Regions from separate parts of the Sus scrofa genome. Here regions 2 and 3 are each linked to region 1. The links are chromatin contacts, called in public Hi-C and HiChIP or PLAC-seq maps. All regions are on one chromosome and are shown on one strand. Each heading gives the region's core, a stretch centred on a gene start, on an enhancer-like site or on the middle of the called end of the contact. The rest is flanking DNA. Distances are from core to core; before and after follow the strand shown.

Evidence for each region. A called contact is a pair of places that touch in the nucleus more often than the background predicts. HiChIP or PLAC-seq counts read pairs in DNA pulled down with a chosen protein or histone mark.
Region 2: an H3K27ac HiChIP or PLAC-seq map of alveolar macrophages shows a contact between it and region 1. The contact joins the promoter of FEN1 here to the promoter of BEST1 in region 1. A contact is called at or near these places in 16 of 47 Hi-C or Micro-C datasets (alveolar macrophages, blood, brain and 11 more) and 2 of 2 datasets of contacts at active chromatin or transcription factors (alveolar macrophages and skeletal muscle).
Region 3: a contact with region 1 is called in a Hi-C map of embryonic fibroblasts, with 3 times the contacts expected there. The contact joins the promoter of FADS1 here to the promoter of BEST1 in region 1. A contact is called at or near these places in 8 of 47 Hi-C or Micro-C datasets (embryonic fibroblasts, epiblast stem cells, fetal liver and 5 more) and 2 of 2 datasets of contacts at active chromatin or transcription factors (alveolar macrophages and skeletal muscle).

The regions. Positions count from the first base shown.
Region 1 is chr2:9,548,931-9,553,839 of Sscrofa11.1, forward strand. It overlaps BEST1 (bestrophin-1), which reads right to left and starts at 2,045. Exons shown (of 12, transcript XM_013994220.2): 1 at 120-2,045.
Region 2 is chr2:9,753,946-9,758,854 of Sscrofa11.1, forward strand. It overlaps FEN1 (flap endonuclease 1), which reads right to left and starts at 2,918. Exons shown (of 2, transcript XM_003122627.5): 1 at 2,677-2,918. TMEM258 (transmembrane protein 258) reads left to right here and starts at 3,025. Exons shown (of 4, transcript XM_003122626.6): 1 at 3,025-3,135. The coding sequence starts at 3,133.
Region 3 is chr2:9,732,688-9,737,596 of Sscrofa11.1, forward strand. It overlaps FADS1 (fatty acid desaturase 1), which reads left to right and starts at 2,738. Exons shown (of 12, transcript NM_001113041.1): 1 at 2,738-2,917. The coding sequence starts at 2,738.

The sequences.
Region 1 (4,909 bases), core at 795-3,294:
TCATCTTCTGAAAGGATATGCCCACCCACCTGACCTGGAAATAACATCCTAGTACCCTGGCACTCTCTCCTCCTCCCTTGCTCAATGTTTCAGCATAGCACCCACCATGTTATACTTACAAATATATTTTGCGGGCTATCTGCTTGTTCACTGCCTATTCCCTCCTGGCAATGGAAGCCCCTGTTGTGTTCTCACAGGTGCTCAGTAAAAATGGACTGAAGCAGGAGTTCCCACTGTGTTGCAATGGGATCCACAGAGTCCTGGGAGTGCTGGGACGCAGGTTCGAGCCCTAGCCCAGCAGTAGATTGAGGATCCAGCATTGCCACAGCTATGGCTTAGGTTACAACTACAGCTTAGGTTGCCACTGCAGCTCAGATCTGATCCCTGGCCTGGGAACTCTGTGTGCCATGGGGTGCCCCCCCGCCAATTTTTTTTTTTTTTTTACTGAAGCAATGACTGGCACCCCCCTCACCTGCTCTGAGGCAGTCACACTGCCTGTCTCTGTGCCCGGTTCACACTAAATTCATTCCCACTTCAGGGCCTTTACATGGATACACAGGTGCCTGCACACCTGCTCAGGTGCTACCTGCGTGTATCCATCACGTACACAGATGCGGAGACAGTCATCCACCCTAAAGGCCCTCAGCGCTCCCAGCCCAGCCTGCTGGCTCAACCCTACTCACAGATGGGGCTCCAGGCCGGTCAGGCGATCCCACAAAAAGTCTGGCCACAGACCCTGTGGGACTCTCTGGGGTCCTGTGGCCAGTGCCCCTGCTCACTCTTAGGGGCTGGCACTGCCCACGTGTATGCTAAGCAGTCACTTGACTCCCTAAGCCAGGGCCTCCACAAAGGAGAGCTTGTCTTGGCCCCTCCTCATAATCTGCTCGTAAGCAGCAGGGAGGCGAGTCCAGCCGGGGCCCTCTAATTCCTTCCTGGGGGGAGCGGGGCCGAGCTGAGACCAGAGCTGGAATTGGGGGCAACTCTCAGGGCCATCCTGCCATTTCCTCTGGGTCCTAAACTCCAGAGATGGGGCCAAGGAGTGTGTCGGGGGGCGGGGTATCTGTATCTGACCCCCGAGATCTTGCAGCAAGAGCTGCGGGGAGAAGGGGTGAAGCTTTGGGCCTCATCTCCCATTCCAGGAGCCATCCAGAGAGGGCGGCGTCTGCCTGGGCCCTGTGGGCTTTGGCGGCACTGTAGGAACCCCTAGGAACGCTGGACCACCGTCAGAAGTCCCGGCTTCTAGTCCTGGTTCTGCCACCTGGTGTGGTGACCCTGGGTGGGCCTCTGCTCCTCTCTAGGCCTCAGCGTCCCTCTCTGAAAAGAAAGCTGTTGCTTTAGAACCCCAGCACTCCAGTAAGATGACCGAATTCAGCATATACGCCCGAGGAGCTCTGATTGGCTGCTGATGACATCATAGGTTATTCGGGCTGTCATTGGCTGGCAGGGCCCAGTTCGTAGGTTGGTTCAGAGCTATGGAAGGAGAAAGGGGTCGGGGGGTGGGCTGCTGTGTGGGGGCCGGGCATGGTGTACGATGACACAGCAGCTCTGGTGTTTGTGCCGCTGGCTCCCAGCCAGCCGGGGCAAGATGGAAATATGTGCTCAGGTTCCCAAGGGCAGCTGGTTAATATCCAGCAGCTGCTTCCATGCATTTTAATACCTCCATCCATACGTGAGAACCCTCCTAAGCCACTGAAAGCGAAACAGCAGTAGCCCTTGGTCTTCTGTGGCCGGAAGAATGGCTTGGAATGTTTATTAAACATGCAGCTTCCCAGGATCGTTCTCCAGCGTCTGATTCTGCAACCTGAGAGATGCTGCGTTTCTAACAGCACCGTGAGGATTACAATACCGGTGGTCTTTGAACCACACTTTCCGGAAGCGCGGCTTTACAGTATGACCTTGAGCCTTAAAATAAATCCACTCCTCCCTCCCCCTCCCTTCTTCCCGCCTCCCTCTCTCCTTCAATCCCCTTTTCTACTCACCCGCCCCCACCCCCGCCCCATACTCCTTAGCATTAATAATGCTGAGATTACGGGTGATTTTCGTGAGCATCTTTTTTTTTTTTTTTGTCTTTTTGCCATTTCTTGGGCCGCTCCCGCGGCGTATGGAGGTTTCCAGGCTAGGGGGCTAATCGGAGCTGCAGCTGCCAGCCTACGCCAGAGCCACAGCAACGAGGGATCCGAGCCGCGTCTGCGACCTACACCACAGCTCGCGGCAACGCCGGATCCTTAACCCACTGAGCAAGGCCAGGGATCGAACCCGCAACCTCGAGGTTCCTAGTCGGATTCTTTAACCTCTGCGCCACGACGGGAACTCTCGTCATTTTTAACTTTACAATTCGCTGCCTGGAAAAAGAGATTATTTCACAACGACCCCGGGTCCTTTTCTAATCGCAGCAAACAACCACACCCTTACTGTTATAACGGAGTCTCTTTAAGATCAGGGAATGTCTTAGGAGTTTTTGCTGCATCCCCCACTGCCTGTGCTGGGGGAGATGTTTTCCCATCGCTGTCCTCAACCGACCTGCCCCGAGCCTCAGTCTTCTCATCTGTGAAATGGAACACCCACCTCGGGACCCGGGTGAGAAGGATGGTTGGAAAAACGTTTTATTCAGCTTTCCAAACCAGAGTTCTGCCTGCTAACTTTGCCTGCTGACTTTGCCTGGGCAACATCTAGGGAGGGTGCCTCTGCCTCACTCTCCAGGTTCAACTGGTCCGGGTGGATCCCTATCACTGGTATTTTTTCAAGTTCCCCAGGTGAGTCTAGCGGACAGTGTGGGTTGAGGTCACTGCTGTGAGTTTTCCTATCCTTGCAGCCCCTCTTCCCCCACCAACCCGGACCAACACTCAAGAGAGAGCTTCCCATCTGGCAGATGATTAACAAATATATTTTAAAAATACAATCGAAACATGTCTGGTACCACGCTTGGCCTGCGGAGGCTCATTCTGTATGAGCTGGAATGAATGGACCTCCTGCCTTTGTGGAGTCAGGTTCCTGCATCCCCTGAGGTGGCCACTGGGGGGCGCCCTTGACCAGCCTGATCATTGGTCAGAGTCTGGATGGTGGAGCAGGTGCTGGATGATGGCACCATCTCCTTGACCCTGACCAGCAGCTACAGAGCCATGAGAGGGTGTGGGGAGACACTGGAGTCCTCCCTCCCTCTCCCTGATCTGCAGGTTCCTTGGCAATACCCCCGCCCCCCACGCCACATTCCCAGCAGGACCAGCTGACTGTGCAGCCCAGCCCTCCTTGCCTCCCAGATGCCCCGGCATGTCCCCAGGGATACCCCATGAGGGGCTGCTCCTGGCCCCACCCAACTGCGAAAGACAGGCACAAGCCAAAGTCTCTCCCCTTGGGTCTCAGCCATGAAAGTGTCCCCAACCAGCCCTGCGTATCTCAGGCACACAGAAAGGCCACAGCACACACGTATCGACCCAAGCCATGCTTGGACGTTTGCGCCCCAGGATGGACCTCTGCAAGGATAGGGCCAAAGCCCATCAGGGTCGGGCTCCTCTGCTTTCCATTAGCAACGTCGTCAGTCAAAAACCATTTCTGATGCCAGGGTGAGTCTAATCTGATTCTTGCCTCCAAGAATTTACCGTCGACTAAAACCCAGGGAAACATTTAACACAGAGTGGGCAAGGCCTAATATCTGTGCCAGGGAAACTTGTACAGAGATGGGAGCATTTGGGCTGGGTCTTGAAGCATGAGTAGGAGTTTGAGTTGAGAAGGGTGGAAGAGCATTACATATCAGGGGAACAGCCCATGAAAAGTCACAGAGGTCTTATTGAAGGATGGTTCAGTATGGTATTATTATCCACGTTTTCTAAAGGAGGATGCTGAGTTTCAAATCCCACCTTGTTCAAGGTAACACAGCCACCAAGGGCCAGGTCGGAACTGGAATCTGGGTCTTCTGATTCTGAATCTGTGCCTTTTCTACCACCCATCACTGCCTCTGCCATGGAGGTCAGTTTCTGAGCGTAGACTCTTACCTGTTAGGGCAGTGGTCTCTGTTGGGGTTGAAGGGATCTCCAAGGGATGGGGAATGCACAGAAGAGACTTTGACAGCAGTAGAGCCTGTGCTCCCGAGTCCCCCAGCTGAGAGCCATCTCCGGGGGCAGGCAGAGCAGAGCTGGACAGATGGGTGGAGGTTCCAGAGGCAGAATGCTATGGCCTTCTCATCTGGGATCACCATGGCAACAGGAGCATCACAGAGGGCCTGCCGCTGTGCCCTTCCAGGCCCTGCCTCAGCTGGGCAGGAAGGAGGGGATCCAGCTTGGCCAGGGGCAGTGGCAGGGGGCCCTGGGGTGGGCTAGCCAGGCCTGGATGCTTCCTCCAGGCTCTTTATAGGGCATCTGCCAGCCCACGCCCCTCTCTTGGGCCAATCACAGTCCAAACAGGGCAGAGGCCAAGAAAGAAACGAAGAGGTCCTGGCACAGCCAGACAGGGGAAGGGAGGAATAGTGCCAGCCCGGGGCCAGGAAGCAAGACAGACTACGACACCTCTACCCTGGGACCAGGCAGGTCTGATCCCTCAAGACCAAATAGACTCAACATTCAAAGAAATGAACACATGAGCTCTGGCTCCTGCAGGAAGACATCAGGGAGAGGCTGGGACACGCCCAGATTCAGCTTCATCAAACCCCATCCTGCCAATGACGATGGAATAGTGCAGAACAGGCCAGAGCCGGCCCAACCACAGACGGAAGGCACAAGGCGAGAGGATTCAGCATAGCCTTGGGGAGAACACCGGGATCCCTGAGTTACCCTGTCCCCATGGACTCCGTCCCCCAGAGGCCAGCCAGGTGAGGTACAGACTCCATCCACACCCACACCCCACCAGCTCAGGACCCGGCTAAGGGGCAGGGGAGGAGGAAGAGGAGCATCCTGGGGTAGCCCTCCCCCAGAGAACG
Region 2 (4,909 bases), core at 1,668-4,167, 210 kb after region 1:
ACTCAAAGGAAGGAAGAGGAGGAAGGGGTGCTTACCAGGGGTGCAATCCCACCAACTGCACGCCTTCCGCTAAACAAATTTAGCACAACAAAAGGACCCAGGTGGGCACTGCAGAAGAAAAGAACAAGACAGGGCTCCCATCCTCAAGAAACTTCCCAGGAAATCCACTGCATTAACACCAAGGCTTCCTGCATATCGGGCACTCGACTGGATGCTGAGAGGACCAAGATGCTGGTGCTGTGCCTGAGGGACGTTAAGTGCAAGTGGCTGAGGCGGCAACAGGGCCAGAGTGCAGATCGGGCTAGAGTGAGGCCAGAGCAGAGGGCCTGGCCCGGCCCCGAGGAGTCCAGGGATCACAACGGCAGAACTGAGCCCTGAAGGACAGGCAAAGCCTGGTCAGACAAAATCGACATGAGACAGATAAAAAAGCAACCCAAATACGCAGCTGAACATGTCAAGTGGTGAAATAAACTCGGGAGTATCTGTCTTCCTGCCCATTAGCGAACCACACATCTGTTCCTCCTTTGTACCAGGGACCAAACACCTCCAACTCACAGTGCTGTTAGTGTGACGTGTCAACCTGTCAAGGCCACAGTATCTAGTTATTTAACTAAACACTAATGCAGGTCTTGTCGTGAAGGTATTTTGTGGGTGTGGTCACCATCTCTGTCAGCTGACTTTCAGGAGCCTGCCCTCCATAACGTGAGTAGGCCTCATCAAAATCAGCTGAAAGGCTGTAAGAGCAAAAACAGGTTTCATGAAGAAATCCTGCCTCAAGACTGCAGCATCGGAGTTCCCTGGTGGCCTCGTGGTTAAGGACCCGACATTGTCACTGCTGTGGTGCAGGTTCAATCCCTGGCCCGGGAACATTTGCATGTCAAGGGTGCAGCCTCCCCAGAAAAGACTGCAGCTGCCACTCCTACCTGCCCTGTGATTTTCAACTTTTCACTCCAGTTCCTTAAACTGGGTCTCTTTACATATATCCACATTCTGTTTCCTCTTTATTCTGTTACTCTGGAGGACAGAGCAGCTGGCAAAAGTAGCATCCGAATGGGAGTGCTGTGGCTTCTGCAACACCACCTGGATCTCTCTGCAGTAACCCTTCAGCACTTCCACCTCTAACGTGATGCTGTTTTAAGTCTGCCACTTCCACATTTTCTCTCCACTGCTAAGTCTGAATTGTGAGCTCCACAGCTCCTACTCCACCCCAGGTCCCGGTGCAGGGGCCTGCATGCTGGAGTCCCTCAGCCCAGAACTGAATTTCTGTGGTCCAGGCCCCTCAACAAAAGATTTCCTACGGAAGTATTTCCCAAACTTCAGTCGGGCCTAATCCACCCTCACAATTTTCTGCCACTTCCCACTAAAACCTGTACTTTCATTCACTTAATATTTTTCATGTGGACACCATCTTCTAAAAACTAAATTGAAAAAAAAGAACTCATCTTAAGTAATAATACCTGTGTTATATCAGTTATAACTCAATACTTTTAAAAAGGATGTTGAGGAGTTCCTGTGGTGGCGCAGAGGAAACAAATCCGACTAGGAACCATGAGGTTGTGGGTTCGATCCCTGGCCTCGCTCAGTGGGTTAAGGATCCAGCATTGCCGTGAGCTGTGGTGCAGTTCGCAGACACAGCTCGGATCTGGCATTGCTGTGGCTGTGGTGTAGGCCAGCAATTGCAGCTCTGATTTGACCCCTTGCCTGGGAACCTCCATGTGCTGCGGGTGTGGTCCTAGAAATAATAAAATAAAATAAAAAATAAAATAAAAAGGATGCTGAAGGCACCACTGGCACTGTGTCCAACACTCAAAGAAATAGTACACTAGGCCTTCTAATTGTTCCCACTCGTCCTTCACAGGGTTCTTTCTAAAACATAAGGGACTTACAGCATCAAGATCTTTCATGCTGATTCCCAACTTAACTTTACACTCTTAGAATCGAAGAGAAAGGCTGGTCTAAGGACCGCCCTGTCTCACTTTTGCTCGGCGGTGCCTTCCTCCCACCATCCTGAAGCCCTTTTCTTCAATGTCCGTCTCACCTAGTTCTCACCTGCGAATGGCGGTGGCCTTGAACCCAGGCACCAGCACTCACCACCTCGGTAATACCATTATGTCACTTAGTCTGTGACGTTACTAAGCCATTTAGGTTTGGTTTTCTCATCTATCAAGTATGGGAACCATGCCTGCCTTGCAGAATTACTGTCAGAGTTAACTGAGGTACCAGACAAAAACCCCTCCAACAAACGCTAGGTGCTCTATAAAAATTCCCCCTCCAGAACCCACTCGATCCTTCGGTTCAGGCCCCAACCTATCTGCTTTGCTAGAATGTGTACCCAGGAGCCAGTGCCTCGTTAGCCGAGTATCCCACCACCGAGGCCGACAAAGGCAGGAAGGAAAGGAATCTGGACAAGTGCAGTTCCAAAACTGTCTCTCCTCCAGCACCTAAGTCACCATACAAAACGACTCCAGGAGGTGGGAGTTATTATCCTTCTTCTACAAATGAAGAAAGAGGCTCGGGGGTTCAGCGACTGGCCCCAGGCTCACAACGGAAAGTGGCGGGCCCGCCAGATGGCGAATCCCGCGCTCCCTCCGTCCGGCGCACGGCAGCGGCCGGCCTTCTCCAGCACCCGGCGCAAAGCGGGCCCGCCGCTCTCGAGGCGCTTCCCGCGGGTCTCACCTGGCCTCTGGGACGTGAAGCCTCGGCAGCTGGCGATTGCTCCTGTGTGGCCCAGGGCCGACCTCAGCCCAACTCGCTCCTCAGCCGCGGGTAGCCTCTCGCTCCGCCGCCTTCCAAAGCCCGCGCTCCCGTCACATGACCTACCGCGGCGCACAGCCTCCTGGGAAGTGTAGTACAGGCCCCGGAGCCCTCGGCCTGCTTCTCTCAAGACAAAGACTCCAGCCAGGGTGAACAGGCTCGCTCAGCGACCCGACCCTACCCTTCTCCACCACTTGTTCCCACTCCACCCCGGGACCCCGCCGGCCCCAGATCCCGTTGCCGCCCCCCACCACAGGACTACAAATCCCACAATGCCACTCGCGCAGCTGCGCTTCCTCTTCCGGCTGAACTGCGCGCCTGCTCCTGCCGACGTGTTCTTCCGGTGGCGGAACGGCGGTTTACCCTGTGCCCGGCAAAATGGTGAGAGGATTGAGAGGTGTTTCCCACAGGGCTCTGGGGACCCCTCGGGGCTCGCCCCACAGCCGGTTTCTCTCGCAGAGGCCTCAGGCGCCCGAGGTCCAGAGGGCGGGAGGCTCCTGGATCCTTCGGCTTGGGCTGAGGGGCGGGGAAGGGAAGCCCCTTGCCGTAGACTCCGTAGGCTGTGGTTTTGATCTCACTAGGTTTCAGATCTCCCGATTTAGAAGCGTGGGGTGCATTTTAAAAACCTTGGAGTTTTGATTTCTGTGACGTGTATCTGGAAAGTTTTTCCCCCCTGTGGAACTCGTGCTTATCCTACACGGCCCTGGGCAAATGTCACCTTCTTGATGAAGCACTTCCAGCTGTCTCGGGCACTTGTCCCCTCTCTCCTGGGAGCTCCCACAACCTATGTACCAGCCTTTTGCCACGTGTCATGTACTTCTTTGTTATCTGCCACGCCTACTAGTGACCACCAGCTGACGTGCCTCTAGCCCTGGGATGATGTCTATTCATCTTTGTATTCCCAGTGCCAAACACGGGGCCTGCAATTGGAGGGTCAGTCAATGGCAGCGATTGTCTTTATCATTTGGGGGGGTGGGGGGACATACATGTTTACTGAATTGAATTCCAGTGTCTCTTAGAACAATGGGGTCAATTTACTTCTCTAGAGTTGTTATGTTCTGGATTTTAGAAGCGTTGGGCGGTGGGTGACAATGGGAGTTAACATTTGTGCAGAACTTTACGTTTTACAGCCCTCTTTCACAGGCATTATCTCATAATTTGCTCTCTAACCTTGGGAAGGAAACAAAAAGCCATTAAGCAACTACTCCATGCCAGGCAGTGAGTTAGAGGCTGTGACGTTTGTCATCTGCCTTAAATCATACATCAACCTTGTGAGAGAGAGATTATTATAATCCCTTTACTGAGACTCATGTTTACTCACTAGAGCCAGAATTATAACTTAGGTCTTTTGCCTGTAGATCTCAAGATTCCTTACTAGTGCAGGAGTTGAGATCAGGGTACCAGTCCAGTTCTGTCTTCCAGCAAGGATTCTTAGCTTGATACCTACAGACATGGGTCCATAAAACTTCTCAAACCATAAGCAAAATTACAAATTCCCCCGTAGTGGAGCGGGCTGCGAAGCTGGAGTTGCTGCCACTGCAGAGAGAGTTCAGCCCCTGGCCCGGGAACTTCCACATGCTGCTGGTGTGGCTAAAAAGAAAAAGAGCTTTGGAGTTCCTGTCGTGGCTCAGTGGTTAACAAATCTGACTAGGAACCATGAGGTTGCAGGTTCGATCCCTAGCCTCGATCAGTGGGTTAAGGATCCGGTGTTGGCGTGAGCTCTGTAGGTCGCAGACATGGCTCAGATCCCGCGTTGCTGTGGCTCTGGTGTAGGTCTACAGCTACAGCTCTGATTTGTCTCCTAGCCTGGGAACGTCAATATGCCACAGTAGTGGCCCAAGAAATGGCAAAAAGACAAAAAAAGAAAAGAAAAAGAGCTTTTTCTTGTGTGTGGTTTTTCCAGGCAGAGTCCATACCTTTCATCACGTTTTTTTTTTTCACAGTGGTCAGTGGCCTCATGTCAAGGACCATTGATCAGGCACTTTCTGTGTCTCAGTCTCTGCCTCTCAGCGGCCCTTCTTGTCTCATTGAAAAGACAAAACGCGACCTTAGTTTGAGATATCGTTGTAATTGTTATCATTCCCAATCATTATCCTTTGATGGTGATTCTGAAGGATTTCCACATGTCCCGGGCTGAAATGAGCTTCTAGTAGTC
Region 3 (4,909 bases), core at 1,488-3,987, 180 kb after region 1:
CCCCCAGGAAAGAATTCTTCCCCAGCCCCTGCTTCCTGCACTAATCCCCAGGAATGCTCTAATGCGCTGGAGGTCACAGGTCTGACCCTTAGGCCAATGACTGCTGTCAGAGGAATGAGATGCTCCGCTTGGCTAGGCCTAGGTCACAAATTCAGCTGTGGGTCTGCGTAAGTGGCATGTAGGCTGGCAGCAACAGCTCCAGTTGGATCCGAGCCGCATCTGCAATCTACACTGAAGCTTGCAGCAACTTGGGATCCTTAACCCACTGAGTGAGGCGGGGGATCAAACCTGTGTCCTCATGGATGCTAGTCAGGTTCATCATCCTGGGTTAAAGGATCCAGCGGTGCAATGTAGGTCACAGACGAGGCTTGGACTCCAAGTCACTGTGGCTGTGGTGGCTACAGCTCCAACTTGACCCCTAGCCTAGGAACTTCCATATGCCGCGGGTGCAGCCCTAAAAAGACTAAATAAATAAAGTTTTTAGAGGTTGCCCGGCTAGCACAGTCGGTAGAGCATGAGACTCTTAAAACGTATAATATTTTACTTATATGTACAAAGACTCCTTTTGAGTCACAAGGGTAAATTCCAGCCCCAGATGTCCTATTTTTACTTTTTATTTATTTTTTATTTTTTGTCTTCTTCTAGGGCCGGTCCCAGAGATGTCCTATTTTTAGATGTATGGCTCTCTCTCTCTTTGGATCTCAGTCACCCTATCTGTAAAACAGCAGGTTTAATACACTGGTCTGTAATGAGTCTATACCACAGTAAGTAGACAGCTGCATTAAGGAAATCCCATAAGTCCATCCTCCATGAGCCCCTTGCTCCCCACCTCCTGTGTTATACACTGCTAAATTGTTGGGAAAAGTCTTTTTTTTTTTTTGGCTGCACCCAGGGCATATGAAAGTTCTGGGACCAGGGACTGAACCTGCACCACAGCAGCCACCCAAGCTGCTGCAGTGACAATGCCAGGTCCTTAACCAGTGCACTACAAGAGAACTCCCAAAGTCTTTTTTTAAATGGAAATTTGGCCTGCACAGGGGCAGCTGCATGGACCATCACTTCCGAGCAAGGTGCAGTGGCCTGGCATCTTAACTGGAAGCCAGGCCATCTGGGTTTCCCCGTGGGAACTTGGAAAGTCCCTTCCCCATTCTGAACCTCAATTTTCTTAACTCAAAAAATGAGGGATTTGGGTTGGAGGAAGGTCCTTTTCTACCAGATATCTAGCCATACTTCTAGTTTCCTGACCCCAAGGGGCAAAGACTAGCTCAGTGCACAGGATAAAGTTTGGCCTCCTTTCCCTTGGCTGCGCAATTCCACTAGTACAATCAGAGGAGAGACAGCAGAGCTAAGCAATCAGAGCACAGATCAGTTCTAATCTCCGTCCTGCCACTTACTGGCTGTGTGACAAAAATACTTAACCTCTCAGCAGTTCAATTTCTCCATCTGTAAGTGAGGTCCTTACCTCATAGGATTGTTATGAAAATTACATGTTTGCAAAACACTAAAAACAAGGCCAGGCACATAGTAAGTGCTTTGTAAAGGGTTTGCTGAATAAATAAAATTTTGCATGTAAACTGAGTCTCTTTGCAAAGGCAACAGTTTCTTGACTGTCCCCCAGCCTCTGTGTGCTTCCTCATCCCTTCCTAAAATTCAGAGCTCTGAGCCCTGATCTCTCTACTTCAAGGTCTCCTATGGCTCCCAGGTGCCTCCAGGATGGAGTGGCGATGCCTCAGCTAGAAGACCCAGGTTCTTCACACAGGGCTTCCCAGAGGTCTGGAGATGCGGGGCCACTTTCTTTTATTTAAGAATCTCAGTTAATTGAAAAAAGAACAGAAATAAAACACCAACAAGCAATAAAAGGCAAATAGGAAAATTGCGGGGCATTTTAAATGTTACACTGAGCAAAGTAAAGCATTAACCACCCCCGCCCCACCCCCAATAAACCATAATTCTGCTTTACAAGATAACTGCCAAGGGTTCTCTGACTGTTAATTCCAGCCGCACAATTGGTAGAGTGGCATGGCGAGGAAGCGGGAGTTCATCAGGTGGCTCTCAGGCAGGTGGGCGTCTGGAGACTGGCGGGGGGGTGGGGAGCAGCCCAAAGACCAGGCCCCTAGGACAGCCTCCTGTCCACCACGCCGTCACTGAAGCCTCCAACCTCGAACCTCGCGAGGCTGGCAGGCTTCCCCGGCCGCCAGGCGGGCCCTGCGCCCACCCACTCGGCTCGGCCTCTGCCCCTCGCCGCAGGCGGAGCCCACGCCTACCCTGGAAGCCCAGGGCGCCCCCGCACTGGGTGCCGCCTGGCCCGCTCCCAAGAGCCTCCACAGGAACCGTTATTCCGCCCGCGACGCCCCCTGGGAGCAAAAGTCGCCAAGTCGGGAAACAGGATCCCTCTGCGCCCCCGGCTGCGGGCCCGCGAGGTGGCGCGCGCCCCCGTTCAACGCCAGCCTAACCCGACCCTCCGGCCGCGGCCGCCGGCGCGGGGCCGGCGGAGGGCGGGGACTCGCTCCCCGCGCCACGCGGCTGGACCAATAGGAACGCGCGCAGCGGGGCTCAGCTCCCACCGCCTTGGTTGCTGAAAAGCCGGCGCGCGGACCGCGGGCTCAGGGTGCGCGCCAGCGGACCGGCTCCCCGAGCACGCGAGGCCGGCGCGCGCTGCCCCGCGTGTCCCGTGCGCGCTCCTGACCGCCCCAGCCCGGCTGGCGCGCGGCATCTCCTGGCCCCAATGGCCCCTGAGAACCCGGTCCAGGGGTCGACCCCGCGCTTCTTCACCTGGGAGGAGGTGGCGCAGCGCACGGGAAGAGGCAAAGAACAGTGGCTCGTGATTGACCGGAAGGTGTACAACGTCACCAAGTTCACCCGCCGGCACCCCGGGGGCTCCCGGGTCATCAGCCACTACGCGGGGCAGGATGCTACGGTGAGCGCTGCCAGACCTGGGCATGGGAGGAGGCAGGGTCCGGCGCCCGGGGCCGGACACTCGGTGCGCGAGACAAGAAGTTTGGCAGTCAAGGCCGAACACTCACTAATTCCAGGAAAAGCCGGGAGGCGCTGGAGCGTACCTGTTGCTAATTGATGGGGTGTGCTGCGGGCATGGGATGCAAGGGCAGGAGTGAGCCTGCGAAAAGTGGAGTATGGAGTCTGGGGAGTGGGAATGGAGGCCGGCAACGTGCATACCAAACAAAGGGCTGAGCCTCGGGTCGGTACGCTCACTATGTGGCCCCCGAGTCTGCGGTTTTGAGGCGTGGGCAGGCCCCGGAGCTGGGCTGGGGTGGGATGGGGCGGGGAGGCGGGACCCCGGGGCCTCCTGTACCGCCGAGACCGAAGGAGGAGGGGTCAACGGCAAAGGGAGGGATTTTTTTTTAAGTCTTTTTAAGGCCGCACTGGTAGCAGATGGAGATTCCCAGGCTAGGGGTCGAATCGGAGCTGTAGCCGCTGGCCATAGCAACACCAGATCCTAGCCGTCTGTGACCTACACCACAGCTCAGGGCAACGCTGGATCCTTAACCCACTGAGCAAGGTCAGGCAGGGATCGAACCTGCGTCCTCATGGATGCCAGTCAGATTCGTTTCCGCTGAGCCAGGATGGGAACTCTGAAGAGAGGGATTCCTGACCTGGCTTGGTGGCTGGGAGGGGGCCGCAGCCGCGTCTGGAACGAGTGTGCCCGACAACACTAGCGAGCAGGACAAAGAACAAGGGAACCGCTCTGAGAGACACAGCTGAGATGGGAAGCCACCTGGCACTCACTGGGTGAAGACGAGAGGGTGGGTGGGGAGGGGGCCACTGGCCGGAAAGGGCTAGTGCCTGCTCGTGCACAGGAAGGAATGAGAGCAGCGGGCTGAAAATGGGGGCCTGCATTAGTGTACACTTGAGCGAGGAGCCCCGGATTGGTCCTGGAATTCTGTGGGGAGGTCACTCAGTTTCAGGCCACCAGGGTCTCCAGCTATTCGTGGCAGCGGACAGCTGAATGCATTCCTGGGCCGGAGGCTCAGTGCGGGGTCCGCATCCTGCCTCACTGGGCCAGCGCACACCCCAGACGGCATTCTACTTCCCTCTCTAGACAACCTGTTCTCAGAACTAAAGCGCCTAGCATCTCCCTTCTGGGTTGGAGAACTTGGGACCCAAAGGTTGGAGCGTTCGCTTCACTGAGACCCCTCTCCCGATATCCTTCTTCCCATCCTTTGCCTAGCGGCGTGACCCCTTACACTGTCCCCAGCTTTCGCCCTGCCATCCCGGAGCGCGCCTCGGGCCGCTAAGGCTCCCGTTAGGTCGCGTTGGAGCCTAACCGGGTGAGGGCCCGCCCCTCCTTCCGACGCAGCAGGCCGGAGCTTGTGCTTGTCTCCCTAGTGACCACTGGGGAATGCAGGCAGCGGCGAAGGTGTGGACTAGCGCATGCGTAGATAGAGCCAACGCCGGGGCTTCCTGCAGTGTGATTTGGGGCCGGGGCCGGCCGTGGCGGGACCGCGATTGGTCCGGATGTGTGGTGCCACTGGCCGCCGGCTCCGCCCTAGCTCCCTCCTCGCTGCTGGCTTCCCCTTTAGGGCCTGAGGCTGTCTGACTTTCAGGATGTCCATTTCTTTAGTCTTTGAGGACCCCCTTCTTGCGTAACCAAAATTAGCACCCTGGGGCGGGCGGGTGTTCAGAGTGGGAGGGGAAAAATGGAGCCCCACCGGAAGCAGCGCAGAAGGAAGGGGGAGCAACGCAGTTTGACACAGGGAGTCGCCTTCATCACACTTTATGAGACATCCAGAGGAAAGACCAACTCAGGCAGGTCTTTGTGTGGTCCCCTAGCCGTGCTGCCTATGCCTTGGTGGGGTACCCTTCTTACGAGAACACAGATGCTGGGTGATCCTAAGCTGTGGACGGCAGGGGCAGGTCTGAATACCCTCTAAGGGCAGCTGCCGGGAAGGGA